Regions from separate parts of the Sus scrofa genome. Here region 2 is linked to region 1. The links are chromatin contacts, called in public Hi-C maps. All regions are on one chromosome and are shown on one strand. Each heading gives the region's core, a stretch centred on a gene start, on an enhancer-like site or on the middle of the called end of the contact. The rest is flanking DNA. Distances are from core to core; before and after follow the strand shown. Region 1 holds the start of DTX1 (E3 ubiquitin-protein ligase DTX1). Region 2 overlaps RASAL1 (rasGAP-activating-like protein 1).

What was found. Hi-C and Micro-C count contacts between places; a contact is called where the count stands out from the background.
Region 2: a contact with region 1 is called in a Hi-C map of retroperitoneal adipose tissue, with 1.7 times the contacts expected there. The contact joins the enhancer-like site here to the promoter of DTX1 in region 1. A contact is called at or near these places in 2 of 5 promoter capture datasets (fetal liver and liver), 23 of 47 Hi-C or Micro-C datasets (adipose tissue, alveolar macrophages, blood and 13 more) and 1 of 2 datasets of contacts at active chromatin or transcription factors (alveolar macrophages).

The regions. Positions count from the first base shown.
Region 1 is chr14:38,557,970-38,563,223 of Sscrofa11.1, forward strand. DTX1 (E3 ubiquitin-protein ligase DTX1) reads left to right here and starts at 1,736. Exons shown (of 12, transcript XM_021072393.1): 1 at 1,736-1,921; 2 at 2,422-3,412. The coding sequence starts at 3,154.
Region 2 is chr14:38,606,386-38,611,276 of Sscrofa11.1, forward strand. It overlaps RASAL1 (rasGAP-activating-like protein 1), which reads right to left. Exons shown (of 22, transcript XM_021072391.1): 15 at 1,132-1,269; 16 at 298-442. Among named protein-coding and RNA genes, the nearest start is that of RASAL1, 24 kb to the right of the region's middle. Within about 2 kb of position 2,991, at least 5 of the 83 cell types and tissues checked have an H3K27ac peak or open chromatin away from gene starts, as enhancers often do. A contact at or near this core is called in retroperitoneal adipose tissue, where this site is marked.

The DNA of each region.
Region 1 (5,254 bases), core at 486-2,985:
GGGGGCCATTAGGGCCCTGCTGCTCCAGATCCTCAGCGGGATGCTATTCATTAACGACTGAAAAAAACACCACTGGTGAAGTGGGAGGTGCAAAAGGGTTTGGGATTCAAATCTCAGCACTACCACTCACTCTCTGTGGGAACTTGGGCAAACCTCTGAGCTCCAGGAGATTTTTTTCCATATGTGAAATGAGGACAATATTACCTACCTTGTGGGACAACTGTGAAATGGAATGAGCATTACAAAAGTGCCTTGGCACATAATAGGTACTCAATAAACGATAGCGATTAAGTAATAAACACCAGCCACACCACACAAAGATGAGTAAGACACAGTCTCCGATCTCATGGATGGCTCATTCTAGCAGGGACAAATTCCATTGAAGTGGCTCATTGTGATATAGGGTGTCACATCAAGGTATGTGCAAAGGAACACAGAGGAAGATGGGACAAGTTCAGGGAAGGCTTCCTGGAGGAGGTGACATTTAGTCAGACCTTAAATAGCATTATACAGTCTGGAGTCATGGGTTCTTTCCAACTTGCTGCTAAATTTCCATGTAACTTTGAGCCAGTTTCTTCTCCATCCCGGAATCCTCAGATCCTTGTCTGTAACATAAGGGTGTTACAGCATCAACTCTGAATCTTTGGGGTCACAACCTCCGTGGAGAAGAATCTGCTGAAAGCCAGAGCCCTGCTAAAAAAAAAAGTACAGACATGTAAGTTTGTCTGTAAGGGGAGGGCGGGGCTTCATGGACCCCTGGAAATCCTAGGCTAAATGCCCAGAGCTCAACCATCCTGTTGGAGCAATAGCACTGCAGAGCTGGCCCTGCCCTCCGACAGAGCCGCTCTCTTTAGTCTGCAGCAGGCACAAGCAAACAGAATCACAGCCCAATCTGGAGAGGCCCTTGGGCACTGGGCTGCAGGAGAAAACAGGGGCCTGGAGAAGAGGCAGTCACTCCAGTTAGCTGGGGAATTGAGTTAGGTTCTGGGAAATCTCCCCTGAGCAGTCTGCCCTGACTTTGTCCCGTTCATCACCATCTGCCCTGGAGAGGAAGAGGAGCGTGGGCCGTGCTGGACAGGCTCCAACAGACCGCTGACCCCCATCTGCCGCCCAGGCTGGAGTTCCCGGACACATCCTTCATCCTCCCTAATCTAAACACCCACAGGCTCCGGGTGGTCCATCCCCTTGCCAGATGTTATGCGGTTCTCAGTTGCATCCAGCTTGCCAGGGACAGGAGGGCTGGCCATCCCATTAACACTTGAGCTACTGCCACCACCTGCCTCCCTTTTCATCCAGCCAAACCTCATCTGGCATTTATTGAGCACCTGTTGTTTGCAGCATCCCTGAATGATATGGCGGTGGGCCTACCCTTACCCTCCTCCAAAATCTTTCTTTAAACAATCTCTGGATCTTAGTCATTTGTTCAAGCATTTATTGAGCATCTATTGTGTACAGGCCCTGGACTGGGCAACTGGAATGTAACCCATGACTAAGATTCAAGCTGGCACTCCATGGACACCCCAGTCCATACTTCGCACCATGCTGGGGTCAGGAGGCCTCCTGGGGTCCCAGGTGGGCCTAGCCCAGGATATGGGGCGCCCCGGGGACTCGCGTGTCAGCGTTTAGGGCCGCGGTCTGTCTCCTCCCCTTCCTCCTTCTCCGCCCCCTCCCCCTTCCCTCCCCTGAGCGCGGCCGCGGCCGCCTCCCACCCGCGGGATTCCGGCGTCCGGCAGCAGGCACACGCGTCCGTCGGTCGGCAGGGTAGTAGGTCCGCACGCCGAAAGCCCAGCGCCCTGGTGCGCGGCCTGGGAGAGAAAGGGCGCGGAGGCGGGACCGAGGCTCCCTCCCACTCCGGGGGGAGCCCAGGAGGCGGCCGGGCTGGAGCTTGAGCCGGAGAAGAAGGCAGAGCAGAGGAGAAGCGGTGAGAGCGCGGGGTGCTTGGGGACCCCACCCCCGGCTCCTTTGGGAGGTCCGCGCGCGCTTTGGGGAGGTCTGGGCTGGAGAAGGGGGACTGTTACCCCCAGGGCGGAAGGCATTGACCATCCAGCTCCCGGCTTCGCCTCCTCGGTGACGCGACCCCCGAGGGGCCCTGGGCCGCGCCTGCAGCGCCGCGCATCCTCGCATATCCCCGCGCACCCTGCATCCCTCGGCTGGGCGTGCGGGCCCCGGGGGAGGGGAGCGCTCAGGGAGCTGAGGAGGGGGCGCCGCAGGCGAGGAGGCTCGGAAAATTTCGCCCGCAGCCCCATCCCTCCCTTCAGGCCTGCCCTTAGGGACCGAGACCACGCGACCCCCTTTAGCCCCCCTTGCTCACCCCCCCCATCGGTTCCCCATTGTTCTCAGCCGATTGCTCTCCCGGGAAGGGGGGAGGGGGTGCCGCGCTCTATTCTTAAAGGGCCCTCTCCCCTTCTTGTTTCCTGGCAGGTCGCGAGCACGAGTGGGGTGGGGCGTGCCCACGGGCCCCCGCCCCCCTCGTCCCCTAGCCCAGCTCCGGGAGCCGCTGCCCGGGCCGCCAGGCTGGGGATACGCGCCTCCCCCCTCCCCCGTGCGTTCTTCAGCCACTCAGGCCTTCCAGGACGCTGTGGATCCGGAACAAGGGGGACGGGGACGCCCCCCTTCAACAGAAGCCGTCGGGGGGGGCGGACCCGAGGCAAGGCAAGCAGCCCAACTGGAGCCAGGCTCGGGGTCTGGGACGCAGTTGGGAGCGCAGAGGGCTGGCCGGGCGCTGCAGAGAACAGCAGGCTGGGCCGGGCCTCCTGGGTGACAGGCCCTGCGCGGCCAGGAAGAACGGGAGACCAGCAGGAGAGAGCCCGGACCTAAAGTAGTGGCGTCTGCCTCACTCCCTGATCTGAGCTGGGGACACCAAGGAATTGAGAGCGCCGTTTTCCCCATCAGAAGAAAGACACTTGCTCATCCAGAGAAGCACCTTTATCTGAGACAGCTCTGCCGCCAAGGGGTCCTTGGAGCCTGGAACACCATCCCACACTCCTTTAACTGAGGCCTCTGGGCCTCAGAGAGGGCCAGGAGTTAGAAAGGAGGCCAGACAGTCCTTGCTGTCCTCCCTGGGGAGAGAGGAATTTCCCCACCGGATCCCAGGCCCAAAAGGAGCTGGGCCAGGAATATAGCGGGGTCCTGGCCCCTGAGGCAACAGCGGCCATGTCACAGCCAGGCCAGGGCGTGATGGTGCCGGTGAACGGGCTGGGCTTCCCACCGCAGAATGTGGCCCGGGTGGTGGTGTGGGAGTGGCTGAATGAGCACAGCCGCTGGCGGCCCTACACGGCCACTGTGTGCCACCACATCGAGAACGTGCTTAAGGAGGATGCCCGGGGTTCCGTGGTCCTGGGGCAGGTGGACGCCCAGTTGGTGCCCTACATCATCGACTTGCAGTCCATGCACCAGTTTCGCCAGGACACAGGTGAGTGGACTCGCTACCCTCCCCACCCCACTACCACCATCACTATCACCACACCACCTTTCAGTGGGATGCTGAAATGCCCCCAGCATCCCTGAGGAGAGAGCCCAGATCTGCAGAAAGCCAATCTGCTGGTCTGCCCCCAACCCTCAGAAAAAGGGACAGTCTGGCTTAGTCCAATTTAAGACTTGTGTTCTGATCCAGCCTCTTATATTAGGTATAGGGCTCTTGGCAAGTTATATCACCTCTCTGAGTCTCAGTTTCCTCATCTGCAAAATGGATGGGTTGATGTCTCTCACAGCTGTGTGAAAATTAAATAAAATTGTGCTCACTGAACACAGAGCCTAGAAGAGCATTAGCACTCAAATCATCACAGTGAAAGGGCTCTCCATGCACTTCCCCATTTGATTTTTTCCCATCATTACAGCCAGTCTTACTGTTCATAGTAGTGGTGGTAGTAGTAGTTGTCGACCCATTTTGCAGATGAAGAAATTGAGTCTCAAAGAGGCTGAAAGAGGAGTTCCCTTTGTGGCTCAGCTAGTTACTAACCCGACTGGTATCCATGAGGATGCAGGTTCGATCCCTGGCCTTGCTCAGTAGTTTAAAGATCCGGGATTGCTGTGAGCTGTGGCATAGTTCACAGATGCAGGTCCAATCTGACCTCTTTCATATGCCACACCTGCAGCCCTAAAAAAAAAATCTTAGAGCTGGGATTTAAGCCCAGACAATTGATTTCCAGAGCTGAAACTCTTGACTGGTATCTTATTCTGGTTCTAAGTGATGGTAGTGTTGGGGTGATGCGATGGTGGTTCTAATGATGGGGGGAGGGGGTTGGTGGTGTTGGTGCTGGCGGCGGTGGTAATGATGGAGGAGAAAGCGTTGGTGGCAATGTCAGTGGTAGCACTGATTGTGGAACTGGTGGGAGTGGTGTTGATGGTTGTGTTGGTGGTGTTCTCGGGGGTGTTGGTGATGGGCTGGTAACAATGGAGAGAATGAGGTTGGTGGCAGTCCTGGTGTCGGGTGATAGGTGATGGCGGTGATCAAAATGGTCAGGTCCCACTCTCAGCATTCTTGTTCGCCATCACCGTGGAGTGCTCCCTGAGTCATTGTTGCCTGGTGGTCTATGACAAGCTTGGTGGGCAGTGGGGGAGGACAAGGTCTTGCCTCATGGGATCTGCCAGAGAATCCTTGGCATGTTCACTCCCAAGGACCAGCTGATTGAGGTTTGAGGAAGTTATTGTGACTCTCTAGATGACAGAACTGCATGTAACAACCCTGGGGACAATAGGACACTTTCCTTCTCTCTAGAGCTGTGTTGTCCGATATGGTAGCCGTGGTGCTATTTAAATTTACATTAATTAAAGTTAAATAAAATTAAATATAGTGCCTTGGTCTCACTAGCCACATTTCAAGTGCTTGGTAGGTCCATGCATCTCATGGCTACTGTATGGGACAGCATGGATCCAGAACACTGCCATTGTTGCAGAAAGTTCTAGCTTCCAGCTCTGCTCTAGAACATTGCCTGGTGCCTACAGAGTGGTCACCAAGCATGGAACCACAGGTGCATTCATAACAAGTGGTGCATCAATGTTACTTTTCAGTACATCTGGTTCCAAAACTCCAAGTAATGGCGACAGTCACTAGTGATGCCAATCATTCATTCATGCCATCATGGATTTACAGATCTCCTGCTGCGTGTCAGCTCCTGTGCTAAGCACTAGAATACTGCAAGAAGCAAGACAGCCAGGGTCCTCAGTAGAGGTCTTTTGGTGGAGGACCTATGCTGGAGATTCCAGGGTAGTCAGAGAGCAAGCAAACACCTAATTAATTACACAGATAATAAGT
Region 2 (4,891 bases), core at 1,741-4,240, 50 kb after region 1:
GTTTCGCCAGCCCCTGGATTAGCATCTATTACATAATAGGCACTTCATAGGTCTTTGTCGATTGCGGGAATGCCATTTCACAATCCCCGCTGACAACTCCACATGGGCTGGAATAATCTGAGTCTGTTCATCTCTGGGATCCAGCACAGTATGTGACAGGAAATGTTAGTTGACTGACTAGCTGACTTACAGGGCAACAGTCTCAGTGCAAGGGATGGGGGAGGGGTGGTAAGAAAGGCAGGTGCTGAAGGTCCAGTGGAGGGACAAGCCAGCCATGGCAGGGCCCCAGGAACTCACCCTCCTTCCCATCCACGTTCACCAGCTGGTCCAGGAAGTCTCTCACACGTGCAATACTCTGCAGCAGGAAGGGATGAAGGGGGGCTATCCAGAGCTCCTTGCCCTGGCCCAGCTGCTGGCCCAGGTTTCCGATGCTCTGCACGGCCTGGAGCAAAGGAGCAGGGGATGTCAGGGCCAGGGTCACTGCAGGGGGGAAGGCCCTCTGCAGACCCCAAATAGAGCCCCGGTGTACTGGCTCCAAAATCAGTGCTCGACGAAAGGCGAGAACTCATAGCCGCACCTGCTTTGGACAATATCTATCCCTCTCTGTGCACAGATCCCCAGTGCTTTTTTTTTTTTGGCCACGCCCACAGCATGCAGAAGTTCCCAGGCCAGGGACTGAACCCAAGCCACAGCAGCAGCCCAAGCCACATTAGTGGCACTGCCAGGTCCTCAACCTGCCGAGCCATCAGGGAACTCCCCCAGTGCTTTTATTCTGTCCTCTCCTGAACCCAGATCATCCCACCCAGGACTGCTTGATCCCATCATGCATACTCAAGCCCATTAGAATCTCAGATATGGCCCCTTTGCAAAGGATTGTCTGATTTATATATACTAAGGTATAAATGACTACCAGCCTGCTTTCCACCTCTCCCTGGAAGAGGAAGGTTTTTGTTCCAAAGAGGAAGTTAGTGAAATGAATGCCTTCACGTTCAGAATGGAAAGCTAATGGTGACATTTCAAAAGATTTCTCTGGGTCTCATTTGGGTTTTCCATGGGTCTGGCCTCCCAGCTCTTCCCCCCATGCTTCTCTCTGGCTAAGGGCACCCAGGAATGGGGGCCCACTGCCGGCACCTTGGCAAGGAGCAGCAGTGAGCGGCTGGTCTGGGGATCTGCGTGCTGGTCCCGGAGGTCAAACAGCTTCGGGGTGAGGATGGCAGGTGCGAAGAATCGCAGGAAGAGAAAGCCACTTATGGCCAGGTACTTCACATCCTGCCGAGAGGAGCAGCAGGTAAGAGGGGTCCTCAAAATCCACTTCCCAGCTGGGGAAAGTGAGGCAGCAAGGACTAGTTTGGTGGCAGAGGGGAAGTAGAATGGGAGACAGATCAGGAGGCCAACCTGGTCTGCCAAGGAGGCTCTTCCTCTCTCGGCCTCAGTTTTCCCACCTGAAAATTGGAGCAATAACACCCATGCTGCTCAGTGAGACCTAGCCAAACATCCTCAGAGTCTGCTTTGGGCCAAGCACTGTGCTAAGGGCACAGCCCTATAAAGAAGGCATCATCATTATTCCCATTTTACAGTTGAGGAAGCAGAAGCTCAAAGATGTCAAGTGACTTGCCCAAAGTCACAAAGCTGAGGAGTAGAGGGAGCAGGATTCAAACCCAGATCTGTGATTTCGGATAATTGATAGCAACAAGCCAAATACTTCTCCATACATTTGCTTAGTTAATACTCACCCCAGGAGGTGCTATATCTCTGTTTTACAGAGGAAGCAACTGAGACCCAGAGAGGGAAGGTCACTTGCCCAAGGTCACACAGCTCTAAGTGGTAGTTGGGATTTGAACCCAGGCAGGATTTGAATTCTGCTCTTCTCCACGCTCTCCTGCACTCCACACTAGCTACTGAATATCAGAAACTAAGCCTCAGCTATCACATTTACTCCTCGAACGTGAGGATATACGATTATCCCCATCTTCTGGATGAAGAAACTGAGGCTCGGTAATGAACCCAGTTCAGCTGGGCCCCAGCCTCAGCCTCTGCCCTCTACAAACTGTAAAGTAGGGTGCCTGTCCCTAGGAGTCCCAGGCCTGGCCCACCTTCAAGTAAGGCTGGTTCCCCCTGGCTCCAGCAGAGGGGACTCAGGGAGAGGGTGTGTCTCTATCTCGGGTGCTGGCTCCCCCCAAATGGCTCCTCACCTACCCCTTACACTCACCAGCTGTATTTAGCCCGAGATGTGCTGCAGTGTTTATTTAGGGGCTGTATTCACACATAAGACAATACCCTCTCTGGGTTCATGCCAACTTCCTGGGGCACTGCTGCCTTGACAGTGAAGCCTGCTGGAACCCAGGTTCCTGGAGCTGCCCAGAGGTGGGGGCAGAGGTTCCACTTATCTGGAACCTGGAACTGCCCCCCAGATTGCCACCCCCTGGCCGCCAAGTTTCAGGGTAATTTTAGCCGTTGACATCAGCTCATTAACTTCCTCCTTTCTTTCTTCTTCTTCTTTTTGTCTTTTTAGGGCCGCACCTGCGGCATGTGGAGGTTCCCAAGCTAGGGGTCAAATCGGAGCTGCAGCTGCCAGGCTACACCACAGCCACAGCAACACTGGATCCAAGCCGCCTCTGTGATCTCTGCCTCGGCTTGCAGCAACACTGGATCCTATAATCCACTGAGCAAGGCCAGGAATCAAACCCACATCCTCATGGATACTAGATGGATTCTTAACCCAATGAGCCACAACGGGAACTCCAACTTCCTCCTTTCTTGAGAAGGAGGAACAGGTGTCAGAGTGGCAGAGAAAGGGGCTCCCTTGGGCTCCCCTGACCCCATCCACCCTCATGGGCCCCAGGAAGTCTCTTCTCCCTGCCTGTGGCCTCTGCCCACTGTGGGGGCCAAGAACCGGGGGACACTTGCATGTCACTGATTTTGGCTCCTCCCACAAGAGCCAGGCTGCCTGGGGAGCTGGCCTCCTCTTCCCTCCCCTCCTCCCTGCCACGTGGCTGTGTCCCACTTAGCACCTCCTTCCACAGCCCAGGCAAGAGCCAGGCAGAGCGGGGCGGCAGTCAGCCATGTCCCAGTTTGGAGGCCTGGCGCTCACTCCTCAGCAAGGGTGAGGGGAGAAGAGACAGATTGCCACTGGGAGTCGGGAGGCCTAGCCTCAAGCCCATAACTCTTGGCCGAGGGGCCTCACCTCTCTGGGCCTTGGCTTTCCCCGTCTATCAACAGGAAGTGGGAAGAGGTGGGGCATAATTAAGACCTCCTAACCCAAGCTCTAGGGGTTGGGCCGTTACATCTCCAACCTTCAGCAGGTTATAGATCTTTCTGCAACGTGAACCCCCAGTCTGCACTTCTATTATGTCACCACTATATGAGAGCTAGCCTCACGTGATGTCTTTGTAAGCAAGGACAAGGATAGCCACGTCAGAAGGCATGCTGAGCATTAAACCAGGAGGTCTCAAACTGGTAACCCATGGACCAGTCCAGCTGCAAACAGACAATGATTGGCTCAAAGTATTGCCTTGTTGTTGTTAGGTGAATTAGTGCCATTTTTTTTTTTTTTTTTTTTTTTTTTTTTGGTCTTTTAGGGCTGCACCCGCAGCATATGAAAGTTCCCAGGCTAAGGGTTGAATCAGAGCTGCAGCTGCCAGCCCTAGCCCCAGCCCCAGCCCCAGCAATGCCAGATCCAAGTCACATCTGCGACCTACACCACAGCTTGCAGCAATGCAGATCCTTAACCCAGTGAGTGAGGCCAGGGATCGAATCCACGTGCTCATAGATACTAGTCTAGTTCATTACCGCTGAGCCATGACGGGAGCTCCAGAATCGAAATTTTAAAAATGAGACATCTCGGAGTTCCCGTCATGGAGCAGTGGAAACGAATCTGACTAGGAACCATGAGGTTGCGGGTTCGATCCCTGGCCTCACTCAGTGGATCAAGGATCCGGCGTTGCCATGAGCTGTGGTGTAGGTCGCAGACACAGCTCAGATCTGGCATGGCTGTGGCTGTGGCAAAGGCCGGCAGCTGTAGCTCCGATTAGCCCCCTAGCCTGGGAACTTCCACATGCCGTGGGTGCGGCCCTAAAAAAGCAAAAATTAAAATTAAAATAAAAATGAGATATCTCACATAAAATCTGACTGCTGGCTCAACAACAACAAAAATCTCTAAAGCTCTGGCAATATTGGGTTCCCATTCCTACATGGCAATAATTGACGGTCTGGAGATGCCCTTTTAAGACAAGCTGTGGAAGCTCCACTTGGCCACAGTCCCTACCACTCCCTACTGCCCCACACCTTGACCACTTTGTTCAATTACCTCACCTGCCTGAACCCTACAGCACCTGGATTTTCAACTTTTGTATCCATGTTGGAAAAGCACATGAGAGATTAATTTTTAGACTCTAAGTGTCTTCCACTGAATGCTATGCATCTCTCTCTCCCTCTCTGTCTCTAAGAGCTGGAATTTAAGAGGTGCTTACTTTGTGCAAGACCTTATTATTTGGTGGTTATGAGAACATATTCAGCAGTCGGCCTGGTTGGGTGCCTACCCCCTCACCACTCACTTCTAGCTCTGCAACTTCAGCTTTCTGGGCCTCAGTTTCCTCCTCTATAAAATGGAATAATATACTGGCACCCACCTCGCAGGGTGGATATGAAGACTAGATGAGGTAATAAATATGTAAAACAAGGTCTGACCCCTAGAAAGGGCTATATATAGTGTTAGTTGCTAATTTTTTTTATGGCTACACCCATGGCATATGGAAGTTCCAGGGCCAGGGATCGAATCTGAGCCAGGGCTGCAACCTACACCACGGCTACAGCAAACTGCATCCTTAACCCACTGTGCTATAGCGGGAACTCCAAGCTGTTGTTATTATTATCACCCTGGGTCCCAGTTCCT